Linked DNA regions of Hordeum vulgare: regions 2 and 3 are each linked to region 1. The links are chromatin contacts, called in public Hi-C maps. All regions are on one chromosome and are shown on one strand. Each heading gives the region's core, a stretch centred on a gene start, on an enhancer-like site or on the middle of the called end of the contact. The rest is flanking DNA. Distances are from core to core; before and after follow the strand shown. Region 1 holds the start of LOC123395067 (glutathione synthetase, chloroplastic-like). Region 2 overlaps LOC123396419 (far upstream element-binding protein 1-like). Region 3 holds the start of LOC123452472 (pentatricopeptide repeat-containing protein At4g02820, mitochondrial).

The links. Hi-C and Micro-C count contacts between places; a contact is called where the count stands out from the background.
Region 2: a Hi-C map of leaf shows a contact between it and region 1, with 7 times the contacts expected there. The contact joins the enhancer-like site here to the promoter of LOC123395067 in region 1. A contact is called at or near these places in 4 of 6 Hi-C or Micro-C datasets (leaf and seedling).
Region 3: a Hi-C map of leaf shows a contact between it and region 1, with 4 times the contacts expected there. The contact joins the promoter of LOC123452472 here to the promoter of LOC123395067 in region 1. A contact is called at or near these places in 4 of 6 Hi-C or Micro-C datasets (leaf and seedling) and 1 of 1 datasets of contacts at active chromatin or transcription factors (embryo).

What each region holds. Positions count from the first base shown.
Region 1 is chr5H:136,769,389-136,773,891 of MorexV3_pseudomolecules_assembly, reverse strand. It overlaps LOC123395067 (glutathione synthetase, chloroplastic-like), which reads left to right and starts at 2,243. Exons shown (of 14, transcript XM_045089995.1): 1 at 2,243-2,534; 2 at 2,750-2,905; 3 at 3,100-3,269; 4 at 3,651-3,726; 5 at 3,858-3,988; 6 at 4,406-4,503. The coding sequence starts at 2,421. It overlaps LOC123395952 (AP-5 complex subunit mu), which reads left to right. Exons shown (of 8, transcript XM_045090975.1): 8 at 565-1,016. The coding sequence ends at 639.
Region 2 is chr5H:136,031,761-136,036,263 of MorexV3_pseudomolecules_assembly, reverse strand. It overlaps LOC123396419 (far upstream element-binding protein 1-like), which reads left to right. Exons shown (of 8, transcript XM_045091358.1): 3 at 2,626-2,720. Among protein-coding and RNA genes, the nearest start is that of LOC123396418, 23 kb to the right of the region's middle. Within about 2 kb of position 2,538, at least 1 of the 3 cell types and tissues checked has open chromatin away from gene starts, as enhancers often do. A contact at or near this core is called in leaf, where this site is marked.
Region 3 is chr5H:137,291,141-137,295,643 of MorexV3_pseudomolecules_assembly, reverse strand. LOC123452472 (pentatricopeptide repeat-containing protein At4g02820, mitochondrial) reads left to right here and starts at 2,095. Exons shown (of 2, transcript XM_045129123.1): 1 at 2,095-2,404; 2 at 2,530-4,139. The coding sequence starts at 2,132. The coding sequence ends at 3,789. It overlaps LOC123399936, which reads right to left and starts at 1,934. Exons shown (of 12, transcript XM_045094327.1): 1 at 1,660-1,934; 2 at 1,231-1,519. The coding sequence starts at 1,691. LOC123452473 reads right to left here. Exons shown (of 5, transcript XM_045129124.1): 5 at 4,351-4,503.

The DNA.
Region 1 (4,503 bases), core at 994-3,493:
CTTACATTTGAGAACAGAGGGTGTACCTTGCTTTGTTAGTGCTGAACTAACTATAAGCATTTTGATCTGATGCGAAGCACCCTCCTAGCTTCTGTTGCACACAGTATTTATAAAATCGTGTTTGCTATTTGTAAGTCGCCTGAAACAATTCGGCACGTGGAAGTGCAGCCCCGAGCCTGAGACAGAGACGTCCGGTTGGCCGTGGTATCGCCGGTGTGGCAGTGGCTTTGTGGAGGAGGTGGTTTGGGCAAGCTGGGGCGGCGAGGCACACGCGGCAGTGTGTGTGGGTGGGGATCGGGGAGGGGGTTAGGCCTGTGCAGGCCTCTGGCTTCCCTCTAGAGTAATTAGTTGATGCCTAGTTGCCCAAACCAGGCATTTGATCCACAATATAATTTATGCTAGACTAACATTACAAAAGATTTGTTCCACAAATAGACATTTGATCTGTATATCCAAACATATGAATTGTACTTGAATTACCGTATTATTGCTAATCGGTTACGAGACCCCTGTGCGGACCATCAATACAAGATACTCTTTGATAACATTGCTCTCCTTTGGCAGGCCTCTTCTGGAGACTACATACTATGGAATACCTTAGGAAAATGTCCTTCTGCAGCTTTGCCAAAAGAATTATGATTGCCAGTGTTCAATCGCCAGGCACGGTCCTCAACGGTTTTTTGGTCCCACCACAGAGCTGTGCTGGAAGTTTTCTCTTAGTTCTTATAATTAAGGAAATAGTGTTTCAAGTGGGAAACAACAAATCTGTACATCATTTTTGTCAGACAAGTTTGGTATGCTGAGCTTAGATTTCATGGCTCTATGCGATCTCGAATCCATGGTCTTCTCTTCTTAGCAATAATAAATTTTCTACAACACTGGGATTCTTTCCATTGTATCCAAATTTGATGCTCGTTGTAATGCTATTTCGATGATCACCGCTTAAATTCATGGTGCGTTGAGAAACTGGAGACGTGCCAAGCATGATCCAGATTTCTTTCTTTGTTCCGTTTAAATATGTTACTCTAGTATAAAGGTTTTCTTCCATTTACTGGTACGTACTCCCTTTGTTCCTAAATATAAGTCCTTGTAGATGTTTCACTAGAAGACTATATACGGATGTATATAGACATCATTTAGAGTATAGATACATCCATTTTGCTCTGTATGTAGTCCATAGTGAAATCTCAAAAAAGACTTATATTTAGGAACTGAGGGAGTAGTATGTATAATGGGGTGCAGCATCTCTTTTAGGTTCAGTGAATCGAGACACTAATCTGTTGATCATGTCATGCATGATGCCATAGCAAGACATCAAAAGAAAGATTTTATCGACCATGAAAAACACTCAAATGGCAAAACGAACAGGTCCGGTTAAATTCCACTAAAGTGAAAAAAAAGAGCGACCCTAATCACGATGGCCAAATTCTCCTTTTTTAGCGATTTTTATTAAAAAATATATATATTATATTGTATGAGAATACATGCAAGAGGAACACCCTTATCATTTGAGCGAAGTGTAAGCAGAAAAATTAAATATGGAGTGAGGATAAAGAGACCCATCTATCTACAAATTCTATTTGTTCAATAGACCTTTGTCAATGGAAATACAATGGTAAGAAAACAAATTAGATAGAAAAAGTAAATAAAATAGGGGCTTATGTTGGATTGGCACGATATAAATCCAAATAGGATTAAGAAAGAGGTAAATTGTGTCTAAATAATTAGACAACGAGCCGAATATTCGGGATTGTCTTGACAAGCTAGTCTAACAAAAAGCTACATGGTACTAATCACGAATATCGAGTCGAGATGATAACTTTCAACAAAAAGGATTAGGTCAATTATCCCTTTTCCAGTTTATAAACCTCTTCTAAAAAGGTGACATGGGTATCTTTCTAAAAGCATCTTCCAGTTTCATCTGAACCACAAATTGGAGGTGAGGAAAGTAGTATAGCACACCACCGTTCTTTTATTTTTATTCTTATATAGTCTACTCCTATATAGCACTCCACTGTTGAGGAGTAGAATGGTTTGGATTCGCTTAATCCATCATCAGTTTTTCAGCTGGAAGAATTTTTTGTTTTTAATGTTTGAGGCTGCTGCCCAAGCAGAGAAAGTGACCGGCACACTTTACTGAGATGTTTGTTTCCGGCAGAAAGCTCCGTTAATTGGACGCTGTAATCCGTTGCCTCCGGGTTCCGACTTGCTATCGATCGATACCACCCACGACCCCCAGTAATTAAACAGTTGCGTTACCTACCTCCTCCTCCTTCGCCGCCGCCCACAATTCCCTCCACATTGACCAGTGCCGCCCGCCGCGTCCCCCATCCGGCACCGGCGCCACCTGATCCCCTTCCAGCCCTCCCTTGCCTCCCCTCGATCCTCTCTTCTTTGTCCAGCGCCACCGCATCCGCGCCATGCCAGCCTCTTTGGTCGCGGCCCCATCGCCTGGTATCCATCGTTGCAGTCCCTGGTCGTCAGCCCCGTTTGCTGCCGCCCCAACTCGTCTACATCGCCAGACAGTACGCTGGGTAACTATTTCCATTACACAGCTGAACCAAAAGAGATTTGATTTTCTCAATACCGAGCTGTCACACCCTGTAATTTGATTCCCTTTACGTTAACATTAGTATCTTAGACCAAACCTGACCCTGCCGCCCCCTCCATTTCCCTAGAAATCGCAGACCCCACCACACGCCAATAACATAAGCTTCAAATTGAGAATATACCACCTCAAACTACGCAGAAATTCTGCACCCGCCCGAACGCCCAGCGCCCACCACTGCCGGCGATGAGCACCGCCGAGGGAAAGCCGGACGCCGCTGCGGTGGAGGAAATGGCGCGGGACGCGGCGGCGTGGTGCGCGATGCACGGGCTCGTCGTCGGGGACCGCGCGGACCCGGTAAGGTTCTCTCGCCTCCTCGTCCTCGGTTCAAACTTCCATGGAAATCAGCATCTTCTTGGATCCGCCGGCCAAGCTCAGGACCGCAGTCTTTGAACGAGCAATCTTTGGATGAGCCTTGATGCGACGAGCAGAGCTCGGAGTATCTATCGTCCATGACCAAACATTCATCGTTGCTGCCTGCCCTCTTGCAGAGATCAGGAACAGTTCCTGGGGTTGGGCTGGTCCACGCTCCAATCTCCCTGCTCCCGTCGCGTCTCCCGGAGTCCTTCTGGAGGCAGGCGTGCGAGCTGGCTCCGCTTTTCAACGAGCTCGTGGATCGTGTTAGCTTGGATGGGGATTTCTTGCAGGATTCCTTGTCCAAGTGAGTGCTGTTGCCATGTTAACCTCTGCATGATTTTTGTTCACAGCTCTGCCTGCAAGTTGACCACGATAAAAAAAGATTATGTCAATTATTCTTAGATTTGCCTTGACCTTTTTTAGAGGCTACTACTCCCTCCGTTCCTAAATATAAGACCTTTTAGAGATTGTACTATAAACTACATACGGATGTACATAGACATATTTTAGAGTATAAATTCACTCATTTTGCTTCGTATGTAGTCTTCTAGTGAAATCTCTAAAAGGTCTTATATTTTGGAACGGAGGGAGTATATATCAACGAATCAGATTGTTGACAATTTGGTGAGGATTTTAATGGAACTCTTGGGCTGATAGCCTGATACAGTCATACTTGTACTTTCAGAACAAGGCAGGTTGATGATTTCACTTCTAGGCTCTTAGATATTCACAGGAAGATGATGGATGCAAACAAGGAGGAGGTTATTCATCTCACCTCTACTATTCACTCAACTTTTATACCTCAACATTAATAGATCCGTCTAGTCTCTTGGTCCCTATCTTGGTTGATGTCCTAACTGTATGGTACTGACAAATGCTATTTTTTTACCAGAATATTCGACTGGGGTTGCACCGATCAGATTATATGCTGGACTCAGAAACCAATTCTCTTCTCCAAATAGAGCTCAACACTATTTCCGTATCTTTTCCTGGGCTTTGTTCTCCAGTGGCTGAGCTTCATAGGTAAAGTCAGACAGCGAAACACATCTTTGGTAATTACATCGCTATGCTTCCGTGTATTTGCATTGTGCATTTACTTGAGAATTCTGGTTAGGTAATTGTACACATGGTTTTAAACTTCTGTGTCCAAAAGATTATTTTTACACTTCTAAACGATGCGGCCTTGGAATTGTGATGTCAACTAATACTATGTCTTCTATGTTTACTTAGAGATAAGTAAGAATTCTATCTCACGTTCCAAATTATTTGAAGTTCTAGGTTCTAGCTTCATCCTAAGCCAAACCTCTCTATATTTAACCAAGTCTTACGGATGGATACTATGAAGTTTTGTACTTTGTACCTATCAGGGTATTTCTATCAGATTTATTATTGGGTCATCAGTATGGGTGGTAAATCAACTGATCACTAATTGGTATGCAGGACCTTGATTAATCAGTATGGAAAATTATTATGTCTAGATGCCAAAAGGGTTCCTGGAAATGAGGCGAGCCGTCAATTCGCTAAAGCATTGGCCAAAG
Region 2 (4,503 bases), core at 1,289-3,788, 740 kb after region 1:
CCACTCGCCGAGGAGGACGCGCTTGACGGAGAGGAAGAAGGGGTCAACGAGGAAGAAGACGTTGCGGAAGCAGTCGTCGGAGCAGAGGAGGAAGAAGGGGTCGTCGTTGACGTCGAGGAAGCAGAGGCGATCGACGTCTCCTAGCTGTGGGAACGGACTCCCCTGGTACTCTGCGTGCTCCTGGATCGATTGGAGAGGAAGAAAATGAACTGCATGGATGGCGGCGACCTCAGCAGGGGTCGGCCATGGCGGAGGAGGAGCTCGGACCGCCTCCTAGCGACGCCAGGGAGAGGGAGGAGGAAGATGGAAAGGAGGTGGCAGCGGCTAGGAGGAACCCTAAAGGCCCAGACGTCGAGGGGCTTTATAGGAGGAGGAGGAGGAGAGGGACGCGCTGTCGGTGCCCATGTGCGTCAAGGAGGAGCATCGGTGAAAAGGGGAATGAGAGAGAGAGGCTGACGCGTGGGGTCGGTGCCTCGCTAGAAAGGAGGAGGATGACGGACACGGGAGTTGGGCTGACTAGCGAGAGGAGAGGGGAGATGGGCCAGCGAGGGGGAGGAAGCCCACTTAGTGGCGCCAGATAGAAGAGAAGAAAACCCTCTGGGTTTTTTATTAAAACAAAATCACAACAGAAAATAAACTCCTAGTTAAATCTAGGCTTGAAAAAAAAATGTCCCTGGTCATAAGGGAAATAAGACCTATTTAAATAAAATGAAAAGAGGATTTTTGGAGCAAAGAAATATTTACAAAACAGAATTATATAATCTGTTTTGTGAATAAATACCCCTCTGAAGATAAGTTTTAAAATCCCTAGACATAGCACCACATCCACGAGGAAATACTCTAAATGGACTACATTTTTCAAACAGGGTTAAAGCAAGTAAAACTTGAACTTAAGGAAAAATAAGAAGAAAAGGTTTAGTTGAAACCTAGCTTTTGGCTAAAAGAGCAAAGTTGGAACCCAAGCTTTCCTCATCACTTCACACACCACATACTCATCACAAACACACATAAAGATCAACACCACAACACACAAACAAGGTATGTATGCTATGGATGCATAAATGCAAAGGGGAAGACAAGGGAAGACCACATGAAATAACACATGAAATGATAACACCATAGAATGACATCATGGATCCAAACATGGCAAGGTCCAAATATGGCAATGTTGCACTTGGGGCATTACAGAGGAGACGATCGAACTGAGATCGATGCACCTCGCCTCAGAAGTGTACTCGATGTATCGAACTCCTATTTGGTGCCCTCGTCGCTAGTTATAGGCTTACCCACAAACTGGTGCACTCGCTCTCTCCGTTTTGGCCTTGACCCTTTTAACTTTCTTTTTCATTTTATTAAAATTCAAAAATAATGCACGAGTTAAGATTCAAAATCCAAACCTCATGTTTTATTTCCAACGGGGGGAGTAACCACCCGGTACATATCACTTGTTGTGCCTACTTCTACTTTTTTCTCTTTTTGTTGTGCACATTATCGGTTCACTTACCCAATGTTTTCTCGGTCTTTTTTGATTTAGTTTTTTCATTTTGTTTTTTTCACGATTTTTTTTAATTTGTTCGTTTTTTTACTTGTGAACTTTTTTAAAATTCGTGAACCATTTTTCCAATCCGCAAACCTTTTGCAAATTCCTGAACTTTTCCAAACTTGTACTTTTTAATTCTTACAAACATTTTAAAATTTGAATGCAGAAAAGACTCACACACATTTTAAAATTCGAATGCAGAAACAATTTTCAAGTTCACAAACATTTTTTCAAACTCGTTGACTTTTTAAATATTCACGAACATTTTAAAATCCAAATACAGAAACAATTTTCAAGTTCACAAACATTTTTTCAAACTCGTGAACTTTTTTCAATTTTGTGATTTTTTTGCAAATCCGTGATATGTTTTCTAAAATTCACTGACCTCCTCCAAATTCTGTGAAGTTTTTTCCTATTTATGAACCTATTTACCTTTTTTGTGATATTTTTCATTTTTGTGAACTTCTTTCAAATAACGAACCTTTTCAAGTTTTGCATTTTTTTCAGTTCTTTGATGTTTTTCATGTTCATGAACTTTTTGAAATCAATGACTTTTTTTTTCAAAATCGATAAACATTTTTCATAGCCACAAACTTTTTTTCAAAATCTGTGAACTTTTTTCATTTTTCATAAACTGCTATAAAAATTTGTTTTTCTAAATTCATGTACTTTTTCAAATTTCACAAACTTTTTCTTAATTTCGTAATATTTTATACCTTTTCATGTACTTTATCGAATTCATATTTTTTTCTCAACGTCACGAAATAATACAATATACTCCCTCCGTCCTAAAATAAATGTCTTAAGCTTAGTATAAATTTATACTAGAACTAGTACAAAGTTGAGACAGTTATTTTAGAACGGAGAAAGTACTATATTACCTACTAAGCAGGCTCTTCTCCGGTGTAATTCCAGTGGTAAGCGATGGACCCCTCCTGGTTGAGACGTGTTTGCCCATTTTTCTTTTTTCCTTTGTTTTTATTATTTCATCTGACTCGGAGATATTACCGTTAGAGGCCATCAAAATATCTCCAGCTGGGCCCCATTATCCACTGTCAATCTTTCGTTCTTTCCTTATTCTTCAGGCGTACAGAGAAAAAACAGAGCACGCCATCCGCCGCCGCCTCCGGCACATCCCTCACAGGCGAGCATCACCCGTTCGTCGCCGACATCCCTCGCTGTCCGTCGTGGACGAACCATCTCTCAGCTGCCCCCCCCCCCCCCCCCCCCCCGATGTGGTGTGTCGCTGCTTTCCTGGAGATGGCCGAGAGGCGACAGTCACCGGAAGTCGGACCGTACGTGGAAGCAGCTGCCCTACCGGCGGTGCACCCACGAGGTCTGCGTCTTAGGGCCCCATCCGTTGTACTGCGCCAGTGGCCGTCTCTCGCGAAACCCGTCAAGTCTTGTGCAGGGGTCGCCCCCGGCGTCCACATACAAGAACACATCATACAGGTCTGCGGTAATGGGCTAATGGCAGACTTGAAGTCCAGCAGGATCCGTTTCCAAAGCCTATTGTGGTGATGCATCGGAGGGTTTCTTCCATGGCGCTCGAGCAGACACAACAAGTGGCAGCTTAGGTGGCGAACAAGCCGAGTTGAGGACTTGAGGTGCGTGAAGTTTTTCTGTGGCTTTATTTGTGTTCATCTCATGCCCCCCTGCTCTTGCTCTTTGGTATAATGCTGAAAATCAGTGCACTCTAATTTAACTTACCAACATGAATGCTATTTCAAAATTTCTCTAAATTTGGTGAATTTCGTTCTGTGTTTCTGTGTTTCTAAGATTCTCCAGGGTATGTTGGTGTGTATCGCAGGAAATAGCAGTTTCGTATTTCATTAATGCTCTGATCAAAATTAGGTGCAACCAAGATGGGTTTCCCCAGTGGATAATAGATTGCAGTTTCCTGGTATCATCTAGAATGCTTTTGTTTAGAATGTTCTGATCTAGAGTAGTTCAACAATCTATTTAAGAAGCTGGAGTTGAGGAATTATTGACCACATTTGCAAAACTAGATGATTATATGTGCACGCTTATGTTTTAGTGGATAGTAGATTGCAGTTTCCTGGTATCATCTAGAATGCTTTTGTTTAGAATGTTCTGATCTAGAGTAGTTCAACAATCTATTTAAGAAGCTGGAGTTGAGGAATTATTGACCACATTTGCAAAACTAGATGATTATATGTGCACGCTTATGTTTTAGTTTTGTAATAACAATATATATGGCAAGGCAAGATCCGCTGTTTTTTGCTTTGCATTTTTAAATTCCTCTTTTTTGGCACACTAGGCTGTATGCATCCACTCTTTTGTGAACCTGAGCTTAGTTTTACAGGTCTAAAATCATGAAAGGCTCAGTGAGACAGCATGTAGAAGTCTGTAACTTAATATGGGCTAAAGGGAACTCAGGAGGTACAAAATAACTTGGCTAATTTTCCTTGCTACATTCTGGGCATGTCTATAGTTATTGGATTAGCTTATATGTTTTTATAAGCATTAGGTTGGACCTGGCTGACTGTTTTCCGTCTGTTCACATATTTTAGTCTGACAAAACAACATAGATGCAATAATGATCAATAGGCTTTTCCTAATTGAACTTTCTTTCTTCCTTCGACTTCATTGGCTGTTCTCGAGTCCATGTGGTAGGTATATATAATGTGGATTTTTGGAACCTATGTCAGGAGTGCATGGCTTTAGTATTGAAATATAGCTTTAGAGGTAACTCCACCATTCACTTGATATGTTAGCTCTTCTCCCTAAAAATAATATTTTTTGGATGGATGGATCTTCTAATCTCATGATCCCTTTACCATCTTTGTTTTTGTTGACATGCAATTTACCTTAAAAAATACTTTCTGATATATGCTGGTCACAATATATCTTTTTTTATGATATTGTGAATGAATTGGTCATGTGAAATTAAACTTGAGAAAACATTGTTTCGTCTGCATTTTTAGTTCAAAAAATATGTA
Region 3 (4,503 bases), core at 846-3,345, 520 kb before region 1:
TTATGTAGTTTGCTGATGTGTCAGTCCACTGAAGTGGATAAGTTGTCCAGGTTGTCCGCTTCGTAGCATCTGAGTCAGCACGAACCATCTGAAACGGGACCGACGTTGTAAAAGTTTGAGTGGGTTCTCTAGTTCAGGGTTAAAAAATAGTTTAGGAGTTGAAAGTTGCAATGTTAACATTGGTGGGAGTTGAATGCCAAAACTGAGAAAAGCAATATTTGATTACCAAATTTGGAAACAAAAAAGGCACCACGGCTATATAAACAGCTAAACGCAGGATATCAATAAGATATTGCTTCATTGAAACAGAAAACATACAAACTAGCTTATATATCTTACTGCAGCTATTATCATGTTACCGCAAAGGTAAGTTGAATATAGAGCAAGGTCTCCATGAATGCGTGACTAACGTAAATGAGAAGTCCATTTCTCTTTCGGGGGTGGGGGGTTGCACGAGTAATGCTTGCTCTCATTAAGACACACGTCTGGATAATATACAGGTATACTCGTATATGGCTATATTATTCCTAGAACCAGGGCTCCCCCAATGCATGCCCGCAAAGTATAGAGCAGCACCAACTATGCACAAGCACAACCAACAGAGACTAGCACCAGTAATCACAGCACTTATTAAACACCAAAACATACCAACTTGGCCGTAGCATAACAAAACCTCAAAAGACAGAGCACGGCCCTATAGTCCACTCAAAGTAATACACCGGAATCAGCAAAGGACATGGTCAATTCCATCTGGCATAATCCTCGTGCATACAACCACTCAAGGACATCGAATTCCTCTGAGCCACACGAAACTGATGAGCAATGAATGTCAGAATGTTGACAGTGGTATTTACCCAAAAATCCAAACCTGGCTCTAAAATCTAACCAGGATTCCCGCAAATACCTACCTGGAGCCAGTACACACTCTTATAACCTCAGAACATAAAAGGTGCAAACTGCTGCGCTAGCATTCGATCTCCCAGCAGCCCATTATCATCCCAATTCAGACTTCCCAACAAATCTACACCAAAACCTTCGGAAATTCGCAGTAACCAGACAGCTAAACAGTCTGGAAGGCACAGAACCCGAAATGCGCCTACACCGATATTAGCTAGAATCATCGTCATGAGCGCTACCAAAAACCGTAAACCTTAGGTCCTTGGCAAGGACGGGGAAACCCAGGCGGAATAAGCCCTAGGCAGAAGCAAGTGCGTCCGAGATTCGGCTCACCGGAGATCCATAGGCGCCCTCGAGGCGCCTGGCGAAGTCCTCGGCGGCGGCGGCCTGGCGCTGCATGGCCGCCCTGCACGCCTCGTCCTCGCCCTCCTCCGGCAGCTCGAGCGGCGGCACCTCCACCTGCACCGTGCCGGGCTCTAGGCCATCCCCGGCCCCCGCCGGCCTCAGCAGCCACGGATCGGCGAGGAAGCCCTCGAGCGCCGCCGCAGCGCCCGCCCATGCCCCCGCCCTGTTACTGGCCCTCGCGGCGCCGAACCCTAGCTCGCAGTCGCACACCCTCCGGCTGCACAAAGGAAGGAAGAGAAGCCGTCAGCGCGCGAGAGGAAGGGGGGGCGGGCGGTGAAGAGAACGAGAGATACCGAGGCCGAGAGGGGGAGGGGGGAGGGGGAGGAGGAAGAGGGGTGTAACGTAAAGGGATGATACCAAGTGATGGGGCACGCGACGTGAAACGCCATGGGAGGCGGGCGGGGCGAGATGGGGTGCTCGCTCGCTCGCCAGTCGCCACGGCCACCAGAGCCCGGAACCAGATGGGTTCGTTTGGTGGGGTGGGTGGCCGATTCAAACCGATTTGGGTGAGGATTCGAAAACTTTGGGGGAGATTTCTCTTAATTTCGTTTGGACTGCGGAGGGGGGGAGAGAGAGCTCCTTCCCCTTGGGACGGGGGAGCACGGGCACGGCGGGGATGGGTGGGAGCTCTTGCGCCTAGGTCCCTCGGGGCTGGGGGTTTTGTACCCACAGCCTTTTCCTACGTGGGCCTGCGATGGGCCTCCCAGTACCAGGCCTGAGAAGAAGGCAGGCATCCTCCTCCTTCCAGAGAGATTGATTATATGAGTCAGGCCCGTTAGTTCCAAGTGAAAGACAAAAAAAATTCTCCCTAAGAAAATATTGCGAGGCCATGCTCTCCCGCCGGCTAGCGGCCGCCACCGGCTACGCGAGGCTGCTCTCCGCCTCCGCCCCGGCGGCGTCAACGGGAGGAGCTGGAGGGTCGATCTCCGTGGGGGGCGGGGACACGCTGGGGAAGCGCCTGCTGAAGCTCATCTACCCGAAGCGGAGCGCGGTGGTGGTGCTGCGCCGGTGGGCGGAGGAAGGCCGCGCGGTGCACAAGTACCAGCTCAACCGCGTCGTCCGCGAGCTCCGCAAGTACCGTCGCTTCAAGCACGCCCTCGAGGTACGCGACATTGCCGCGCCGACGCCGACGCGTTGCACCTAGCTACCAGCGCGCGCCCGCCCGCCCGCCACCTGTTCGCCGTATTGCCTGTCGACCTGACCCCGCCCCGCCCCGCCCGAATGCAGATTTGCGAGTGGATGAGGACGCAGCCGGAGATCAGGCTGCTGCCAGGGGACCACGCCGTGCACCTCGACCTCGTCGCCAAGGTGCGGGGCCTGGCTAGCGCCGAGAAGTTCTTCGAGGACGTCCCCGAGCGAGCCAAGGGGCCGTCCACCTGCAACTCCCTCCTGCACGCCTACGTGCAGCACGGCGCACGCGACAAGGCCGAGGCCATGCTCAAGGAGATGGCCGACGCAGGGTATCTCACGTGCGCGCTCCCATTCAATCACATGATGTCGCTCTACATGTCGGTCGGTGAGCTGGAGAAGGTGCCCGAGATGATCAAGGAGCTCAGGAGGTACACCATCCCAGACCTGGTCACGTACAACATATGGCTCACCTACTGCTCCAGGAAGAACAGCGTGAAAAGCGCCGAGAAGGTCTTTGATCTCATGAAAGATGACAGGGTGGTCCCTGACTGGATGACCTTCAGCCTGCTGGCTAGCATTTACATCAATGCCGGTCTTCATGTCAAAGGCCGGGATGCGCTTGTGGAGATGGAAAAGAGGGCCTCCAGAAAGGAGCGAGCCGCCTACTCGTCACTTCTCACCATGTACGCAAGCCTGTCAGACAGAGGTAACTTGGACAGGGTGTGGAGCAAGATGAGGCAAACCTTCAGGAAGTTCAGCGACGCCGAGTACAAGTGCATGCTTACTTCGCTTACAAGGTTTGGCGATATTGCGGCAGCAGAGTTTGTTTACGGCGAATGGGAGTCACAGTCAGGAACAAAAGATTCAAGGATCCCGAACACCATCCTTTCATTTTACATCAAGAATGGCGAGATGGAGAAGGCAGAGAGTTTTCTTCAATACATTGTGCAGAAAGGAGTCAAACCCAGCTATAGCACCTGGGAGTTATTCGTTTGGGGTTATCTTGGCAATGACGAGAGGACGGACAAAGTTATGGAGTGCCTTAAGAAAGCACTCTCAAGCTTGGAGAAATGGGAGCCAAACCCGCAACTTGTCGCCGCTCTTTTTTCGCAGATTGAGAAGAAAGGTGACATTGAAGCTGCAGAGGAGCTCCTCGTTGTGCTCCGAGGAGCAGGCTATGTGACAACTGAGATATATAACTTGGTCCTGCGCACGTACGCTAAAGCTGAGATGATGCCTCTGATAATAGATGAACGAATGGACCAGGATAAGGTCTCAATGGATGACGAGACTAGGAGATTGTTGAAATCGACTAGCAAGTACCCAATTGGTGAAGTTTCAACTTTAATGTCTTGAGATGTACTTCCTCCGTCCCACAGTGTAAGATGTTTTTGCAAGTTGTTTTAGCTTGCAAAAACGTCTTACATTATGAGACGGAGGGAGTAATAGGCTGTGTTAGTTTGGATGCTCCAGGATGTAATGTTTGTTGATATGAGGTCACTGTCACAGTTCTTTTGGATTTAAAAATCTGAAGCAGAATGATGGCAGAGATAAATCTGAAGCACGTTCTTGGAATTGAATAATTAACAGTCTCTGTGTACCATCCTTCATTCATCGCAAAGTAGCAAACACAGCAAGATTAATTATGTATCTTGTTGAATTGTGCATAAGTTGTGTATCTGTATAAAGTGGAAACCCTGATTTAACTGTGAGCAGTACCTTGACATTCAAGTGTAAAGAACTAAATTTGTTCATTTCTGTGCTTGCAATACCCTCTGGGTTTTGTGTATCAAGAGCAAAAATTGTGCAAGTCTGGATAGCTTCATAGGTCACAAGGATCAATAAGAGGGGGTTGCTAAACGCAGCCTCAAGCTTCCATAATTGCAGAAAAATCAACAGGGAATCATTCATGCTCGATTAAATCGGTGAATGTACGAACTGCTTCTTTCAGATCTCAGGACAAATCGTACTCTTACAAAATGAGAAATTCCTCAGTACGCTAGAGTTGGCAGTGTCAACTTGACACAGCAGAGCAAGTTGACCAATACATCTGAACTACAAAATTAGGCT